Linked DNA regions of Mus musculus: region 1 is linked to region 2. Evidence: chromatin contacts called from public HiChIP or PLAC-seq data. All regions are on one chromosome and are shown on one strand. The core of a region is the stretch at or near the end of the contact, and the rest is flanking DNA. Distances in the headings are between cores, read along the strand shown.

Region 1 (6,713 bases), core at 4,078-6,577, 200 kb after region 2:
TCGTCTATCTCTCCATTCACCTAACCTCCCTAAAGATACAGCATAGAAAGATAACATATAGATAGGTTGGTATAATCATACATTTTCAAACTCTGAACTCAGAACTAAGTAACTATTCCCAGTGCTACTTATACTCTGGTCTTGCATCTTCACCACTCTGCAATAGTGTTTCAGCTGTGATGCTCTTCTCTCTGCCTCAAGGACCTTTCACTTGTCAGATGTCATCCTAGACCGTGTAGGTAGGCTATTGTCAGAGTGCAGTATCTTCAGGTTTCAGCTTCCAGCATGCCTGTATATATTATTTTCCAGTTACCTGCACTGTCATCTCCTTGTTTTTGAGATTTGCTATGTAGCTAAGGCTGGACCTGGTGATCTTCCTGATCCAGTCTCCTGAACCTCACAATTATAGTCACGCACCTCCTGGCCTTCTCTACCACTCAGAGATAGAAATCTTTCTGCAGGGACTGAGATGATGTTCTAGGATTTCTGGGCTCTCTGTGGTCTCTGTTGCACACATTCTGCATATTTGTAATTTTTCCAAATGCAAAAGTTCATCAATCTTTTCCTGATGTGCTGATCCTTAACTTAGACTCTTTCAGCATCTGCTCATAGGTTGCTGCACCCCACTTTCCTGGATGACCTGCTGCAGGTTTACCCAACTTCTTTATTTGGGTGCACAGAAGGCAGGTGTTTTCTCTGGCTTACTTCGGGGCCTATAGCAGATGCTTAGCAAGTGAAAAATTAATAAAGAACTGCACAGAAGGAAGCTCACATGCTTTGAGCTGAATACTGCCAGCAAGCTTTAGTTCAGACAACTGGAAGTGACCAGAAGCTTTGTGATAGCTCTTACGAGCCTGGCCATCCACACCCACGGATGTTTCTCAGCTCTTCAAACCCCACACAGCTGTCGAGCTCTATGAGCACAGGTAGAAATAGAAGGTGGGCACAGGCACCTGCTCAGTTTTGTGTATCAACCTCAGATTGCAAGATGCCAGTGACCAATATAGTCAAGCAACTTCAACTTGAATGTAGTAGACAACAAATTGAATTGACTCTGATTTTCCAGCTCGTCACGGCACAAGAAGGTATCATGTGTCAGACATTCACCCTAGCACAAGAGTTGGTAACCATGTGTGCTGGTCTGGCCACAGCTTGACTCTCTGTGATAATTCTCTGACGACTGTGATGATGGTGCTGGTGGTGATAATGATGAGGATGATGTCAGTGAAGTTTTCTCTCTGAAACCGAACAAAGCTCTATTGTTTCTTTGCCACAGATCATTTGCAGGAGTTTTAGGAGTTCCAAATAATACAGAAAAGAACAAAGAGCTAACAAAACCCCCCTCAGCTCATTCAAAGTCATAACAGCCCTTAAGTAGCTAGTTAACCACTTTCAGTGGCTTAAAGAGCATCTGCAATATCGTTTTAGCTCTAAAGAAGCACACACACTCAAGCAAGTCACTCAAATAGGGCTCGATGCTATGAGCAGTTCTTCAATTTGCCTTTTGTTGAGGAGGTGGTGACACTGATGGACAAGTGAAGCCAAATCAGAATAGAGAAGCATGCTCTGTATTCCAGTGCCAGCTCAGGGATCCAGGCTTAAATAGAAAGGCCGACACGGGGAGGGGGGGGGTCTGTCTACTTGAGAAGTAACTGAATCATCACTCCTAGAAGTACTGGACCAGAGTTCTCCCACCCGAACATCCAACAAATGAGCTTGTATCTGTCCTCTTGCGTGGCCCGTCTAGCTCCAACACTATTTATGCACAGTGCAAGCGCTAATCATTTTCTTATCAGGGAAAGCGGATTCCAGACTTGCTCTATGCCCTCAGCACCTGACATTGGAGATAACCCCATGGAAGCTCTTCCTGCCCACCTGACTCGGGCACAGATTCACACTCTGCCCTGTTTCCAAGGTTAGATAGAAAAGGTCAGGAGAAGTCAAGGGAAGTATCTGCACTTAGGCCAGTCTTCAGTGTGTGTGTGTGTGTGTTACAGAATTCCTCTCATTAGCTCATTTCTGCAAACAAGTCTGGAAGCTTCTGTTAATTGCACTTCAGGACAGAGATGTTCTTACCAACATAGGAAGATCATGTGGTATGAAAACCAGCATAAAGAACAGTTATTACCACTTGTCAGGCACTGGACAGTTGGAGAACATCTTGTACCTCATACTCTACAAGACAGGAGCTTCTAGTATATTCTTCCAGTTCAGTGTAGGAGTGCAAATATTAAAGGTGCACGCCACCACATCCAGACTTTTTTACATGGATTCCAGGGATTAGACTCAAGTTATAAGGCCTGTGTGGTAAGCACCTTTGAGTTGTCTTGCTGCTCCATATTTTTTAACTCTTGCAAAAAGGAGTCTTTGATAAGAGGGAACCTCATATTTGCACTGTCTGATTTTTCTATCTTTTGAATCTATCTATCTATCTATCTATCTATCTATCTATCTATCTATCTATTTATCTGCTACGCTCTCCGGTCGAGTCAACTGGACAAGCCGAAAGGCTTAAAAGTCACTCATGAGGCAAAAGAGTTTCAAGGAAGCTCTCCTCCTGGAGTCTAGCGTTCCCTACCCATACAGTAATTTTTCATTCCCGAGTTCCATTCCCGAGTTAGTCTAGTGTATGGATCCACGTGCTCTCTTTCAGTATTTTCCTATTATAAGTGCTTTTTAAAATTGAATTTTGACATGGCTTAAGCCTTCCGCCAGTGTTCCAACAGTCCAAGGGCATCCTTGACCAAGATCAAGGGTTTAGAATTCAGCAAGATTGTAAAAGCTAAGTCACTCCCTTACACAGGAATTTACCATCACTTAAAAAGAAGGAAGTTTCAGACCAGAGAAACCAGAATAGATACTATAGCAGAGTTACACCCATACACACGTATTTACAATGGCCTAAGGGGAAGGTGGACTATACAAGAGACTAAAATAGGAACTGTGGCAAGGACGCGAAGCCCTTGACCCTGGCTTCTAAGATTAGTGAATTTTAGGTGGAGCCCTTGTTGATCCCAGCTGTTATCAATGTATTCTATCCTGGGTGGTTCCCGTTAGACCTTTTGTGTTTACATTCCTCTGTTTTATGTAAGATTCCGGTTACCTCAACTGTACCTTGCGAATATGTCACCCAACTTCCTTATTGTCCTCTGCATAAAAAGTCTGATGCTCGAGTTGTAAAATTACATTCAGATTCCACACAAACTCTCCTGCGTGTGTGTCTGTCTGTCATTCATCCACGCTTTGCCCACCCGCGTCGAGAGACCCCATTCCACGCAGACACAGGGACCCAGAAGGTCTGCGGCATCTATCTATCTATCTATCTATCTATCTATCTATCTATCTATCTATCTATCTATCTATCTATATTCATTCAGTAAATATTTGTTAGGCACTTATTCCGCACCAAACACTGAACTAAAGCAACACTAGAGACAAAGCCTCTCCATCCTGTACAGAGCTCATTTTGACAAGGTAGATGGTGAGAAGTACAGCAAAGCAGAGGAGGGAAAGGGACGCAGAGAGTTCATATAAGATGCTCAGGGATGGGCTCTACCATCTGGTGATGGAGCTGGAGAGAGAAGGTGCAGAGACGACCGTGAAGATGATGCTGGAAGGAACTGGGCTTGGGCAGCTGCCTCACTCCATGTGCTGTTGGGGACTTGGGATTTCCCCTGGATGAGAACACCAGTACTGTGAACAGAGTTCTCCTCAGCACCGTTCTGGTGTGTGTGTGTGTATGTGTGTGTGTGTGTGTGTGTGTGTGTGTGTGTGTGTGTGTGTATTTGTGTGTGTGTGTTGGGAGGAGGCAAAGATGGAAGCAGATTGACCAGTAGGGAGGCCATCATTACATTTTAAAGGCAAGGAGTTTGGGGGCCACTGTACTCATTTCTTTTTGTTGTGGCTGCTGTGACAAAAACAACCTAAGGAAAGAAGGAGTCCACCGCAGTGTTAATTCACAAGGTGTTGAGGCAGAAAACACAGAAATGAGTGTTAGAGATCAGCCGAATTTCTCATTTTCATTCAGTTGGAGAGAACAGACATGAAATGCTACCACCCACGGTCAAGGTGAGTTTTCCCTCCTCATGCTGATCTAGATAATCCCTTGCAGGTACGTCTGGGAGCTTGTCTCCCAAGTGACTGTCGGTCTTGTCCAGTTGACAATTAATGTTAATTATTAAAGCCACAGCACGGTGCAGAGAGAAGCAGCTGGGTTCTCATTCTGCATAGTAAGCAGATTGAGTAGAGAATTACAGAGACAAGAATGACAAAGTTCTTAATCTTCCGCTGTTCAATATGGATAAGCCAGCTTGGTAGCCTGGGTCCTATGCCACATGTCCTGTGTCCCATCTCTTCCTGGACAGAGTGAACAGTGCTACCTCAAATCTGTACTTGCCAGCTGTGTTCCTCTGGCAAGTAAGTAGACGTCTCTGATCCATGTCTTTTTAAATTTATTTTTATTTTGTTCTAAATGATGACATGTCTATGTGAATTTAGCTTTGTATGAGCGCAATGCTTGTGAAGCCAGAGGAGTTGTAATATCCTCTGGAATTGGAACTACAGATGGTTGTGAGTTGCCTGATGTGGGTACTGGCAACTAAACTCTGGTCCACTCCAAGAGCAAAATATGCTGCTAAGCACTGAGCCATCTTCCCAGCTTTGACCCACAGATTCACCTGTAATGTAAATTCAATCAGTACTCTCAAAAAGTACTGTGGGGGTAGAGGAACTGGAGGGGAGGGAATGGGACTGGATTTGATTAAAGCACCTTATATGTTGAAATAAAATTCTCAAACAACAGCAGAAAAAAAGAAGAAAAAGAAAAAAGAAAGAAAGAAAGAGAGAGAGAGAGAGAGAGAGAGAGAGAGAGAAAGAAAGAAAGGAAAAGACCTTTTATGGGGATGGATGGGTTTGGTCACACGATTCAGGCCACCTTCCTTGGAGCCTTGCATGTAGGCTAGGTATTTGGACCTAAGTCTTATTTAGAGTCATATGGGCTTAAATTGATGAACGAATAAGATGGTTTATCCACATTAAAGAACATCAGAGAATTATGAAATTTAATCCAGGGACCACTGACCTCACCTTGAGACCACAGAAGCTCTGAGATTGTGTTCATCTGTTACTGTGGAGATACAGCAGAGACCAATCAATTGGGAGGAAGCCAAGGTCAAGATCACTCAACCACTTGGTCAAGACATTTAGATTTCCACCCTCCTCCCACCCAGTTTACTTGCTTTCGAGGTCGGGGAAGGGGCAAATGAAAGGGCATGGAGGCACTGAGCAGTGAACACCCCCACTCATCCTGGGCTTCACTTTCATTCTTGCCTCGAATCTCTCCGGGGCTATAGGAAACTGCATGGTGTCCTCCTACACAGACACAGCACATTCTGGGGCTAGGGAGTTTCTGTCATTGGAGGTTGCTTATTGTAATGCTACCTTTTGGCCTTTCCCAAGCTGGTGTCTGTTCAGATAGACAGCTGCCTTGTTATTGTGAGCAGCATTAACACATACCACAGCTTGGTTTTTCTTGGGGGGGGTGAGGTGGGGGGGAGGATTAGGATGAGAAGGACTAGAGTTCTCTGTTGCTATGTCCTATCTCCTCTATGATATAACTGTTCTCTCAAGTCTGCGCTGTTTCTTCCCCATCATTTTCCATTGAACCTATTCCACAGGGGAATAGGTTCATCAAAACTGTACAAGATCACTGTGGTTGTCTTGAAACACTTTCCTCCATCGAGGGTCCAGATTCATCCTCTGTCCTTTACAGCTTGGCTTTGTATTCTTCCTTAAACCACGGGACCTTCGCACATGCAGCTCTCTCTTCTAGTGGGAGGCACTTAAGGAAATGAAGCATTCGGGAGCAATGTGCAGTCAGATACACCCAACCAAGCCCTGCTCCCCACTTGTGTGACCTTGGGAGTTCATAGTCATTCCTGGTTTTTATTTAAATTTGTCTACTTTCAACACTCCCAAAAGCCTGCATCCTCACCAGCTGAACATGAATCACCCCCATACTGAGTGCACAATAAGGTGTCATGTTCTGTGCTTAGTATCAGCAGCAGCACCACTGGAGCCCCAAAAAAGCCCAACTAATTATAAGCCTGTGTTCTGCGCTGTTATTATTTGAATGTAACAAAGGCACCTGCCACGTTAATTATGCCCTTCTAATAAACATCTCCAGGCAGTCGGTGGGGGGGAGGGGCTGCATGTTGAAAAGGCAGGTCTTGGCATCACATTGTCAATTCCCTGGGTTCTATGATGTGTTCATTCACATGCAGCTCCTCCGGCCTCCATCCAGACCATCAGGGATGATTCACTGGCTAAACTGCACAAGAGGGAAGGAATCCAGAAGAACAGTTACAGAGGGAGAATCTGGGAGGTCCTCCCTGCTTCCTTACACAGGGAGAATCTGGGAGGTCCTCCCTGCTTCCTTACACAGGGAGAATCTGGGAGGTCCTCCCTGCTTCCTTACAGAGAGAGAATCTGGGAGGTCCTCCCTGCTTCCTTACACAGGGAGAATCTGGGAGGTCCTCCCTGCTTCCTTACACAGGGAGAATCTGGGAGGTCCTCCCTGCTTCCTTACACAGGGAGAATCTGGGAGGTCCTCCCTGCTTCCTTACAGAGAGAGAATCTGGGAGGTCCTCCCTGCTTCCTTACAGAGGGAGAATCTGGGAGGTCCTCCCTGCTTCCTTACAGAGAGAGAATCTGGG
Region 2 (7,623 bases), core at 4,836-7,335:
GTTATACCAAGTGCTGCAAAGCATTCACCAGCTTGCTAGGCTCTGTGCGGTGGATAACAGTTGTGTCTCCTCAATTGTGTCAATATAACATGCCCACAGACATAGCCCAGGGTTCAGACACAACTCAAATCCCTGTGATTAGAGCCATCGCTCTGTGACTCTCCAGGTTCTCTCTGGGTTCAGTATGAAGCCAGTAAGCCCTGAGCTTTCAGCATTCTGTGCTCTGAGCTCTCCCCTTCTTCACTGGTTCAGGTGAGCAATATGAAGGTGGGCAAGTCTCTGGTATTTACTTGCCTCTCATTCTCAGATGTTGTTGATTTAAGCAGAACCAGTCTCATGTGAGGGACACCAACCTGGAACGTTGTTGGGGTTAACTCTCTTCCCCAGTCTATACTGGCCTTGCGCCAACACAGAAAACTCATTATGCACTTCTACAGGGACCTGCTGGAGGTGCCAGCCACCTTGTTAATTGGCTCTCAACACAAGTGGAATTGGAAAGAACCTTATGTATGTTAAAAGGTAAAACTAGCTTTGGTATGAAGTAGTGAAATTTCTAGGTTGTAGAAGGGACAGGAAGGGGCTCCAACAATTGAGAATTTGTGTCTTGGAGAGCAGGGGTCAGTTGGAGCTCTATGGGTGCATCTCACAAGCAAATTTTAGCTATTTGTTTGCTTCCCCACCAAACTTCAACTAACTAGGTGGTTTAAATTGGCAGAAAATTGTTCTCTTCAATTAGACAGTCATTTTCCTATCATAAAAAAAAAAAAAAAGACCTTGGAAGTCAGGCGTGGTGGCACTTGCCTTTAATCCCAACACTCAGGAGGCAGAGGCGGGCGGATTTCTGAGTTCAAGGCCGGCCTGGTCTACAAAGCAAGTTCCAGGACAGCCAGGGCTATACAGAGAAACCCTGTCTCGAAAAACAAAAAAACAAAAACAAAACAAAAAAATGACCTTGGAGTAAATTATTGGAGTTACTGTGCTGAATGAGAGACTGGTTTTAAAAAAGCAAAAAGATATACTGAAGGAGGCATTGAGTTCCAACAAGCTGAGGAAAGGGGCTTAGGAGGGAGATGACTGGAGCCTGGAGTGGATGGGGCCACGGAGGAGATACAAGCAGAAGAATATACTCACATTTATGGAGCGTCCAAGACTTATATTAGGGAGAAGAGAATGAGTCTCTTGCTTACAACATAAATTTAAAGGAGCACTCCCAAACTTAAGCAAGGAAAATGAATACTATTTTAATATAGTATTTGAACAAATTGAAATCAACGCTGAAAGCCCATGATAAGAAATATATGTGACTTTAAGCGGAATCGGAGTGAAAAAGCTCCATATCTGTTATTGGACACATAGCAGATATTTAGGACATCAGACATCACAATAGCAAAGTCACAATATTGCTAAATACACTATGGTAGCTCATCTTGGTTGGCTTCAGAGTCACCCTGGAGATTTGTCAGGCATACTCCTGGGTGTGTCTGTGGGGGCATTTCCACAAATTGGGTCATGAGGCTCTGACTTGATCAATGGATTGATCCTTTGATGGGTTTAGAATATGATTGGGATGTATTGAACGAAGGAGTTGGAGCTTTGTTGGAGGAAATAGGTCGTTGGAGGTTGTGCCCTTGGGGAAACCATCCTTCAGCCCTGTCCTGTCCTGTATTGCTTTTCTCTGCTTCTTTTCCAGGGTGACACAAACAGCCTCTGCCATACACTCCCACCCACCACGATGTTCTTCCCAAGCACATGGGCCAAGTAACCATAAAGTGAGCCCTCAGAAATCAGGAGCCAAAAGAAATCTTCCCTCCTTTAAATTGTTCTCTCTTGAGTTTTGGCCAGTTGTGCAAAGGTAGCTAATGGGTATATCCAGCCTCCTTTTGTGGACTTTGTATAGATTTATATTTAATTCAATCTCTTTCTATGCTCTCTCTCTCTCTCTCTCTCTCTCTCTCTCTCTGACACTCTCTCTGCCTGTGTCTCTCTTCTATCTCTCTTTGCACATACAGGTAGAGGCTGGACAGAGGTCAACAATGGGTGCCTACTTCAGGTACTTCTACACCTTATTTGGTGAGACAGGACTCACTGAATCTGGCATTCACTGATTCAACTACTCTAACTGTTGAGCAAGCCCCAGAGACCTTCTTGTTTCTTGTCCTATGCTTGGGTTATAGGCTCATGACCATCTGCCTGCATGTTTCCATGGGTTCTGGGGATCTTATCTGACCATAGCTCTTCTTGCTTCCATTTTGTAGACGAGGAAAACAAAGACACATAGCAAAAATAGGATTCAGTTGTGTTGACCGAATGATCTGGGACTTGGGCTAGAATGTAGCCTGGTGACGAAGGGCAGCATCCACAGGCAAAAAAACCAGTGACTCTCACAGTAGAAAATCAGAATCGAAATGTTTTTACTGTGTCCCCAAGTCTTCATTTCAGATGAATCTAGCAGAATAGTTCAACCAAGAAAACATTTCCCACTGCTTGTAAATAAAGAAAATTAGATTATAGAAAGAGTCTGTCTGGGAGTCAATGGCTGCACAATACCTATTAAAAACAGCAGAAGAGAAGCCATCTCTAGAATTTTGTGTCCGCTGTACAGGTGACACCATTGATTTGATTCCCTGCCAGCTCCAAGACAGCTGTTGTCAGGGAGGAAGACATTACAGGGGGAACAGGAGCGGTAATCAGTTTAGCTTCCATCAGCTGCCAAACCCTATGGCTCACAGGCTGTTCTTCCCTGAAGCAGGACCCACAGGTAGCAAGCGTCATGCAGGAGTGGCCCATGAGGGGTGGGTTGAGGACTCTGTCACCTTTAATAAGTCTCTATGACAAAAACTGGACAGAAAAATCCTCTTGGAGAAGTAAAAGTTTGTTTGCATAGTCCTGAACTCTCTCTTCCTTTCCTGACACGGTGCTTTGGAATCAACCATTTAATTAACTTTTTTGTTTACATGGTCAGTGGTTGTGCTGGTGCACTGGCAAGTGTGGTGTGTGCGTGCAGAAGCCCGAGGACAACCTCACCTGTTATTCCATCTATCTTTTCAGGACATCACAATAATAACTTCCAGCCCCAGGGATCTGTCTCTGTTTCCACAGCATGCCTGTCTTAAAGGGTGAGTTCTGCGGATGGACTATTGGGACTCCTGCTTCAAGGAAAATGTCTTAGTGACAGATTTTTTTTTTGTGCACATACATTTGTGTGTGGGATCCTGATTGGCATGACACACATGCAGAGGTCAGAGGAAACTTGCAGGAGTTGGTACCCTCCACCATGTGGGTCATGATTGAACTCAGGTCATTCAAATGGTCAGCGTGGCTTTTGCCCTGAAGCAGTGGTTTCAACTCAAATTTAACATTGATTGCTACCCTAATCTGGCAGCAGCCTTTCAGGGATTCAAGGTGGGGAAACCATAGAGTATTGCCTTTCAGAGATTCGTGGTCTGTGTGTGGGTGCCATGAGTGGCCAGGGCATTGATCAGGGCTATCAATGCCAAGAGGAGCCTTTTGAGCTCTGTGTGTCTACAGAGCAAGTCTTACCACTCATGTATACAGTATATATGGTCTCTAGTTCATGCACGTGGCACTGAGCAGATGTAGACACAATGGGGGATGGGGGTGCTCTGGGGGAAACAGACACGTATCTGAGTTTTGGGACTCTAGGTGCCTCTCTCTGACCCCCACACTGCTCCTGTGAAAAGTTAGAAATAACAAACTTACCCATGAGGGTTGCTTAGAAAGAAAAATAATAACAAATGTAGATTGAATACAGAATGAAACACTGAGTCAGATAAAAATGTCCTCTTTCAATATGATGGTGGAGACACGTGAGTTTTTTCCAAGCGTGGTAAGTAATGTTCTAATTCAGGAAACACGTCCCTTTTCTCTCCCCTGTCTTGCCCCTCTTCTGTTCTTCCTCCCTGTCCTTCTCCATTCTTTTAAAAGATGTATTTGTTACTTTATGGGTGCATATCTGTGCACAGTTCCTGTGGAAGCCAGAAGAGGGTATCAGCTAACCAGGAACTGGGATCGCTGCCACGTGGCGCAGAGACTTGAACTATGGTCCTCGGGAAGAGAAGCTAGTGCTTGTGACCACTGAGCCATCTCTTCAGCCCCATCATCTCTTTCTTTTCGGTTTTAGATAGGGTCTTACTATATAGACCCGGTAGGCATGGAACTCTTTATGTACACCAGACTGGCCTCAAATCTGCAGAGATCCATCTGTTTCTGATTCAGAGTGCTCAGACTAATGACTCCTGCCACCATACCTGGCCACCGTATGCTTGTATTCTTACTCACATTCATCCTTTCCTGAGCATGTACTCAATGCTGAGCCTGTATTACAGGTTTGCATGTATACGTTACTTTGCACCACAGTCTTGAAGATTTCCACAACCACTTTATAAGCCAGAAAGCAGAGGGGACTCCCTCCAGTTTCTCCCAGGAGCCCTGTATCAGACGCTTTGCCCCCTGCTTCCATCCTATGCATTGCTCACTCCAGCTCTCCACAACTCTTTTTTATTGGATATTTTTTTATTTACATTTCAAATGTTATATCCTTTCCTGGTTTCCCCTCAGAAAAACACCCTCCTCCTATTCCCTTCCCCCTCCCCCTGCTCACCAACCCACCCACTCCTGTTTCCTGGCCCTGGCATTACCCAACACTGGGGCATAGAACCTTCATAGGACAAAGGGCCTCTCCTCCCATTGATGACTGACTAGGCCATCCTCTGCTGCATATGCAGCTGGAGCCATGAGTCCCACCATATGTTTTCTTTGATTGGTGGTTTAGTCCCAGGGAGCCCTGGGGGTACTGGTTATTTCATATTGTTCCTCTTATGTGACTGCAAACCCCTTCAGCTCCTTGGGTCCTTTCTCTAGCTCCTTCATTGGGGATCCTATGCTCAGTCCAATGGATGGCTGTGAGCATCCACCTCTGTGTTTGTGAGGCACTGGCAGAGCCTCACAGGAGAGAGCTATATTAGGCTCCTGTCAGTAAGCACTTGTTGGCATCCACAACAGTGTCTGAGTTTGGTGATCGTATATGGGATGGATCGCCAGGTGAGTCAGTCTCTAGATGGTCATTTCTTCAGTCTCTACTCCACACTTTGTAACTCCTTCCATGGGTGTTTTGTTCCCCCCTTCTAAGATGGATAGAAGTATCCACACTATGGTCTTCCTTTTTCTTGAGTTTCATGTGGTTTGTGAACTGTATCTTGGGTATTCCAAGCTTCTGGGCTTCTGGCCTCATACCTCTGGACATACCTCTGGCTTTTGGGACCTTTGACCACACTGTGGATACCCTGGTTGAGACTATTGGTAGTCACTGAAGTTTATTAGGGTAGACACTAAATCCAGCAGGTCTCAAGTGTCTCTTTCCTGGCAGGCGGGTGGGCGGGTGCGCAGACAGCCTTCTTTCCTGTTCCCATGCAGATGATGGCAGCTGAAGAGTTGCACTGACCACGCCTTTACTAATGAGGAAGCTCAGGAAAGGGCAATCAACAGCATCAGCTTTATTCTCTCCCAGGAGAGGATGCTCTGCTTTGGATCCAGGTTTTTCTTCTGGAAAAACACAGACTGTTTCTGAGACTGCAAGAGCCAGGGCAAGGGCAAGGAGCCAGTGCCCTCCCCAGGAGCCAGTGCCCTCCCCAGCTTCAGTGCTGGGGCCACAGACCCAGGCTCCCTAGGGAGTCACTGTGGGAGCTCCAGCCTGGGGCCCCTCTTGCCCTCTCGTCAATGACTGCCAGCTTGAGTTTGGTAAAACATGGGATTTTCCTAAAGTGGGAACTCCTCAGCCAAACCTGGAGCCTTCCCTAACTGAACTAGCTTTCCTTCTCTTCCCCTGCTCCCTGGCACCACCCTCTCCAAATGCGCTTAAAACAGGAATCGCTGTGACATAAGGAATGTATTTGATCTCTGCTTCAGTTCCTGGCACACAGCTAGTAAAACGCTTTTAACCTTTTGGGTGGGACAGATGAGATGAGAGCTCTTTTGTTTCATTCTTTGGTCTTAGTTCCTAACACAAGACCTTTAAAAACCCTTGACTCTTCTGAGTGCCTTTCTGTATGCTAATGAGGCTATCTGGCTGGGGAAGTACCAAATTTGCTATTGTAAGCTGGACTTTTCTGGCCCACACAGACCTCTGTGGCTCAAGGAGGGCTGGAGAAGGAGTCAAGGCACCAATGGCCAGGAACCTCATCAACTGTGCTTGTGGGATGGAGCCTCTGGAAAAACTACAAGCAATGGACTAGTGAATGTATTCACATGTGGGGAGGATGGCACCCTAATTGGGACTTGGGATCTGGTCTGAGACCCTTTGGATCTCATCCTCTGGCCTCTTTACCTGGCTGTTCATTTAGGATCCTAAGCAAGCAGTTTCCTTGAGTGTTTTTGAGGCACTCTGGGAAATAATCACACCTGATCAGTGGTGGTGGGAACCACAAGTTCCAAGTGCAGGTGACCAGGTGGGAATAGGGGTTCTTAGTGCAGGTGATCAGGTGGGAACACAGGTTCCAAGTGCAGGTGACCAGGTGGGAACAGGGGTTCTTAGTGCAGGTGATCAGGTGGGAACACAGGTTCCAAGTGCAGGTGACCAGGTGGGAACAGGGGTTCTTAGTGCAGGTGATCAGGTGGGAACACAGGTTCCAAGTGCAGGTGACCAGGTGGGAACAGGGGTTCTTAGTGCAGGTGACCAGGTGGGAACACAGGTTGCAAGTGCAGGTGACCAGGTGGGAACAGGGGTTCTTAGTGCAGGCGATCAGGTGGGAACAGGGGTTCTCAGGGCAGGTGACCTGGAATTTGGATCTGGAGTAGAAAGAGGATCAACTCGCAGGGTTTTGCTCTAAGGTCTGCCCGACTCTGAGCAGTTTTGGAATCAAATTAGGATGTCCTGTTGGTGTCAAGATCTGGAGAATTAGTCGATTTAGGGGTGAAAGTTCCGAAGTGTTTCGAGAGAACAGGGACTACTCATCTACATGTCTCTTTAGCATCTTAGTCTTGCCTGCTTCCACCTTCTTCCTGTGGAAGTATGTACTTGCATCTGGTTTTGACCTTGACTGGGAATTGCCTCCTCCAGGAAGCCTTCCTCCACCTCACAGCATGGCCAGGTAGCCTATAAATGTGTTCCCAGCGATCCCTGTGATTTTCTTCCCTCCTTATTTTATTATATATGTTTTTCATGTGGACTGAGCAGAGCACACCTTCAGTTGCTGTGAGTCATATGACCCTTTGAGATGAGGGGAAGGGACACGTCACATGTGCTTCCTTCCTGCTATAATCAAGTTGGCCACAGAGGCATCAGAGGCATTAATCAATAATTTAATTTCTTAAGAGGTCATTAATTTAAGAACCTTCTTATTGGCCACTTGGATGGCTATGTGAGGATTTGGAAGGATTTAGAGCCTCTTAATTTTTCTAACTGGCACATTCCCCTTCATCTCTTTTCAAAAGGAGAGGAGCAAAATGCCATCATCATATTTCATGTCCTGGCCTTGAATACCTGCCACAGGGACATTCTCCTTTCTGCCCTAATTAAATGGGGAGGGCATTCCTAGTTTTTATGTTCCTGTAAAACATATCTACCACACCAAACCCTTTTAGTGCTGTTTCAAAGTGGGAAGAAGG

What was found. HiChIP or PLAC-seq counts read pairs in DNA pulled down with a chosen protein or histone mark.
Region 1: an H3K27ac HiChIP or PLAC-seq map of embryonic stem cells shows a contact between it and region 2, with 17 read pairs. The contact joins two enhancer-like sites. A contact is called at or near these places in 1 of 484 Hi-C or Micro-C datasets (embryonic stem cells) and 5 of 115 datasets of contacts at active chromatin or transcription factors (embryonic stem cells, neural progenitor cells and stem cell-derived neural progenitor cells).

What each region holds. Positions count from the first base shown.
Region 1 is chr16:9,348,639-9,355,351 of GRCm38.p6, forward strand. No RefSeq gene overlaps it. Among named protein-coding and RNA genes, the nearest start is that of Gm41418, 72 kb to the left of the region's middle. Within about 2 kb of position 5,328, at least 10 of the 459 cell types and tissues checked have an H3K27ac peak or open chromatin away from gene starts, as enhancers often do. A contact at or near this core is called in embryonic stem cells, where this site is marked.
Region 2 is chr16:9,143,971-9,151,593 of GRCm38.p6, forward strand. No RefSeq gene overlaps it. Among named protein-coding and RNA genes, the nearest start is that of Gm30567, 93 kb to the left of the region's middle. Within about 2 kb of position 6,086, at least 13 of the 459 cell types and tissues checked have an H3K27ac peak or open chromatin away from gene starts, as enhancers often do. A contact at or near this core is called in embryonic stem cells, where this site is marked.